2 separate regions of the Hordeum vulgare genome follow, and region 1 is linked to region 2. Evidence: chromatin contacts called from public Hi-C data. All regions are on one chromosome and are shown on one strand. Each heading gives the region's core, a stretch centred on a gene start, on an enhancer-like site or on the middle of the called end of the contact. The rest is flanking DNA. Distances are from core to core; before and after follow the strand shown.

The links. A called contact is a pair of places that touch in the nucleus more often than the background predicts.
Region 1: a Hi-C map of leaf shows a contact between it and region 2, with 5 times the contacts expected there. The contact joins the promoter of LOC123427196 here to the promoter of LOC123427188 in region 2. A contact is called at or near these places in 3 of 6 Hi-C or Micro-C datasets (leaf and seedling).

Annotation. Positions count from the first base shown.
Region 1 is chr1H:137,995,403-137,998,102 of MorexV3_pseudomolecules_assembly, reverse strand. It overlaps LOC123427196, which reads right to left and starts at 1,277. Exons shown (of 22, transcript XM_045111191.1): 1 at 228-1,277. The coding sequence starts at 1,069.
Region 2 is chr1H:137,590,052-137,592,751 of MorexV3_pseudomolecules_assembly, reverse strand. It overlaps LOC123427188, which reads left to right and starts at 1,357. Exons shown (of 4, transcript XM_045111172.1): 1 at 1,357-1,609. The coding sequence starts at 1,432.

The sequences.
Region 1 (2,700 bases), core at 28-2,527, 410 kb before region 2:
AGCAGAGGATGATACTATGAATGTATACTATCACTCCCTCTTCATATTCTAAGCAGATCAAAACACTGTTCCTAAACTAGAGATAGTGAGATTGCATTGAGTGCAATTCACTATTGAATTAAATTCTCAATTGTTCCAAAATCAGGTGCGTATGCACACTATAAAGTGCAGATATTTATCAAAATCTTTCTAAAAAATTACACCAAAATCATTGCAAAAATACTCACATAGTTGCAGCCTTAAGATAGATGCTTCCCCCAGAGCCACCCCCACCATTGGTGCCACCATCACCGCCATTTGCAATAACTGTTCCATTCATGACAATTTCATCTGCAAACAACCACACTACTCCGCCACCCCCACCACCATAATCCTTCTCGACGCTAGTAGACCCACCTTTGCTCCCATAGCTATTCGGGGTCTTGAGCTCAGACCACGCATAGGTATCGCCACCCCACGAGTCCTCCTGCGCTTGACCCTTATTGACGTAGCAGCTTGCGCCACGGCCACCATGCCCACCACCATCTCCATATGTCCCGGTGGGTACGCCACTGGTCTTATCCGGCGGGTTGCCGGCAAGCGCAGTGGTGTCGATGACGGCGTCGGTGCCAAGAGTGATGTTGGTGGCCGCGAGAGAGACCCATCCGGCTACCACACGGGCGCCATGGCCGAAGCGGATATCACCAGACAAATTGGCGGAGACAACGCAACCTGGCCTCTGGCAGGTGACAGAGACGCCGTCGAGGAGCTGGAGGCTGCCATTTCCGCTGATGAAGACGCCGCCTCCCTCGAGCCGCACGGAAGCGGGGACTACGCAGCGCGTGTCAAGGTCGCCCTCGCCACCGAGGTCGCCGGCGCAGGTCGCCGGCGGGGCGGCCGGCGGGGGCGGCAGCGCTGGGGGAGGCGGCGGCGTGTAGTCGTGGAATGTCAGGATCGAATACGCCTCCGCTTCCTCGGCCCCCCGATCGTACACCCCGGGGCTAGGGTTACCTGATGCGACGGCGAGGAGGGCAAGGAGGAAGAGGTGGTGGAGGCGGCGACGAAGGGGAAGGGGAATGTGGTGGGCCATGGGGTGGGAAGCATCAGAGTACGAGCGCCACGGGTGGTAATAGGGGCAGGGTAGGGGTTAGGATCAAGGCCAGGGCAGCGACGGCGATCGCCGGAGATGGCGAGGTGGGCCGTCGGGGCTGGGGTTTGGTGATGGCTTGTTTGCTTTCCACTCTTCCGTTAGCGAATGGGATTCAGTGCGCACAGTGCGGCGGGAGAGAGGATAGTTGGGCCGTTGGATGTGCCTAGTGATGTGGTCGAGCTAATGGGGTCGTGGGGCAGGCATTTTTGCTTTCCGGATGTTTGAGATGTGCTTCTGTTATAATCGGTTTTTTTAGGGAGGTAAAAAATCGATTAGTTTTGAACTCTTTATGACTAAGTCATTTTTTTTACTTTCTAAAAATATTTAGGTTACTATTTTTTATATAACTAAACATAAATCAATTTTAGGCATAAAGAAATTCAACCGAAGAAAAAATCAACCGACTAAATGCATACATATCCTTGTTTGTGACATTTTTAACTGTGGTATGCTTATTACCAATAAATTAAACATTTTCTTACATAGAGTGTGTTTTTTATCTTAGTACAACATACTCGGCAAATGTTAAAGAGTTGTGATTTTGACATCTCCGTAGATCATCAACTACATGCCCAAAGCCATCGTCATGGAGGTCATGTTTCTTTTGTACACGCTTTTCATTCACGTCATGTCTTCTTTCTCTTTCGTGTTAGCATATCTTGTGAATTTTAGAGGATTTTGTCGCTCATACTTTACGGCACCTCCACGATGCATCATGTGATGGAGTAATCCCAAACAAGTTCATGTCACATGGTGAAGGATTCCCACGGGATAATGCATAACAAACTACTTACTTTGTACGTATCACCTTGCCTTTGCAAGCCATTAGGTTGAAGTAAGCTTGTGGGCAAAAATCTATAGTAGAGTGTTTAAACATGTTGCATCGTTTCTTTTGATAGAAAATTTGTATATCGCATTTGTTTCCAAAAAATAAATGTAAACTTTGATAATAAGCTTAGATCTAAAATACAAATATGTTGGTTCTTATGTTCTTTAACTATTGATTGTGTCATCTCTAACAACCAACCATATGTTTCTTCACGAGAGACTTTTACGTATTTTATATGCCTTACTCGACCACTAGTGAGGTTATCTTAGAAAGTGGGGGCTTGTTATCCTAATTCAAATTTAGATTCTTTTGTAAATATTGTTGCTATATTGATTAAATACTTGCCAAATTGGAAAATCAATCTCTTTACTAAAATAAGAGATAACTGAAACACAATGCACTGCTTGCCATTATGTGATATCTAGTTAAGCTTTCTCGCTTGTTTGATTAGGGTCTTTGTGAACACTTATATATATATATATATATATATATATATATATATATATATATATATACATACATATATATATATGTGTGTGTGTGTGTGTGTGTGTGTGTGTGTGTGTGTGTGTGTCGGTGCTAAAACCGGGGGATCTTGAGTAGGGGGTCCCAAGGTGGCGATGTGGGAACGATGTTGAATATGAGATAATAGGGACAATGTTTTACCCAGGTTCGGGCCCTCTCGAAGGGGTAAAACCATATGTCATGCTTTAACTGTAATGATTTGATGGGGTGCAAAGTA
Region 2 (2,700 bases), core at 108-2,607:
CTGGATCAAATGTATTTGGGCATGAAAAGGCCAGGGCCCAAATTAGAATGATAAAAAATTCGAAAAAACTAAAGTGGCTGTAAATAGGCCAAGGCCCCAAAAGAAGCCCAATAAGAAAAGCCAAAAAAAAAAAAACGAGCCCATGTGATCAATTGAAATGGGTTGGGCTGATTTCAACCATGACGTTTTGATTTTGTCGTAATTTTGCCACGTATGACTGCCACTTAGGACTGGGTTTGATTGTCAGCGACGATTTAGGATCATCGTAAAAGTTACGACAATCCAGGAATCGTCGTAAAAGGTACGACGATTTTGATCAAAACGTCGTTGCTGTTCATTTGTGACGCTCCGTTTTCGACGCTTGGTTTTTCGTCGTGAGATCGTCGTAAATGAAAAACCGTGACGATGTAGCGACGAAAAAATAGCGTCGTGTATTAGCATATTCCTTGTAGTGACTTCGTGCCATATTGCACTCGATTAAGGAGTGACGCCAAGAATCCTGGGATCCACATAACCCACATGTTGATTGTGTTGAGATGTTTTATGATGCAGTAAATCAGTCGTCGACAACGATTGTTGAGCCAACCTCCATAGTGACACTTTTACCTTCGAAGGGACGTCAACTTTCCAGAGCCTGGTCCATGCCTTCTTCTCTTCCTCCAAGTTTGAATTATCCTCCCTACCTTCGAGCCATGCCTCATGTCTCATTTTTGTAGCAACGAGCATACGGTAGGCCGATCGGACGGAGAAGTTTCTATTACATTCATGCGGCCATGACCACAAATCCTCAACATGGGAGTTGCACAAGGGGATGTTTAGAATGACATCTATATCACTGCGTAGGAAAACTTCCTCAAGCCTTGTTTGATCCCACTCCCGCGAAGGAAGGATCAATTCGTTGACCAGCTACGGGGGGTCTTGAACCAACGATGTTATGGGTCACATATTGTGCTCACGAGGAAGCTAAGTATCCCGCCATATGGAGGTAGTACTTCCATCGCCGATTCGGCGTATCATCCCTTGTACCATTGTGTCTCGTTGTTCCATAATTGACCTCCAGATTTAGGAAAGGGAGCTCCCAAGTTCAGCTTGTAGAAGATCAATGGATGGAAAATATTTTGCCTTGAGGACTCTCGCGCTCACTGTTTGTGGCTCCGTAAGGACTCGCCAAGCATGAGAAAATAAATTAAAAAAATGCTAGTGAAAAATAGGAAAATGATTATTGTCCTAGTATTTGTCGGCATCATGAATTTATAGGAGTGATTCTTTTGGAGAGAAAGATGGAATTTGAGGCGTGCAATTAATCCCATCGGCACGGGAAAAAACCCAGAAAGAGACGGTAAAAGGTGAGAAGGCTGGAGCCACACAAAAATACAGGCCCAGAAAGCCCACGCACGGAGCCGAATCGGAGAAGTTCTTTGGAAGGCCACAATGGCGATGAGGTGCCTCTCTTCTCTCCCTCTCCTCTCCGCATCCGGCTCCGGAAAGGCCTGCGCTGTGGTCAGAACGCATCACACTCCCTCTGCCGCCGCGCACCGCCGGATCCGGACCCACATGTCGGTGGCCACCGGCAGTGAGCAGGCCCTGACGGCCAAGGAGCAGTCCCAGGGTGAGTTTTTTTTGTTCCTGTCTAGTACTGATAGCACATCTGTGTAGACAAGATGTAATTTAGGCTGTATGGAGTGCAGAAATTGTTTCTTTGTTATTTTAATTTCTGCGCTACCGCTACTAAATCTGCGGAGTGAAAATATTGGCGACGTTTCGTCGTGGAGGAAAAATGTTTTGCTGCCTCAGTTTGGGCCTGGACTGTCCAAGAAATTCTCTGTCCGCACTTACATCGATACGACTAGCACTAGTTAGATCAGTACCATTGTCCAAAAGAATTTAAATCTAGTTCTAGTTAGTACTAATTCTAAGGTTGTAGATCCAATCCTAGAGGCTACCTGTGTTTGTCTTTTTTAGTGGAGGTCTGGAGGAGCATTTGGGAGTAGAGTATACAACTACACAAGCAACAGCTTTAGAATTTGTTCTCTGGAAGGAGAAGTATATTAATATGTTAGGCATTAAAACCCAAACCGCAACATGATTTTAGTAGCTGGTACTGAACTGCTCCCTCCCTTCCCTAATATAAGACCTTTTAGCTATTTCAAAATAGGGAAATTTTTGTTTTTGTCACTCTAGCTTTTGCGAAATTTCCTTATGCCACTCTAGATTTTGACATTTCACTTTTGCCACACTTAGCTTTTGATAATTATCACATTTGCCATTCCGTGGCATAAATAAAAGTTTCAGAGTGGCAATTTTGATATATTTTCAAAAGCTAAGAGTGGCAAAAGTGAAAAAAAATTATTTTGCTTTTGCCACGGAATGGTAATTGTGATAACTGTCAAAACCTAGGAGTGGCAAAACTGAAATGCCAAAATCTAGAGTGGCATAAGAAAAATTGGCAAAAGCTAGAGTGACGAAACAAAATTTTCCCACAAAATAATGACTACATACATACTAAAATGAGTGAACATACATACTAAAATGTGTCTAGATAGATAGGGATCAAGAAAAAGCTAAAAGGTTTTATATTAGGGAACAGAGGGAGTAGCAAAACTGTAACTAGGCAGATTTTTGGCTTAACAATCAAAACGAGCCAGGGTTGCTAACCAGACCAACCAGACCAACCTTGGTCGATATTTGCATTCACAGTGT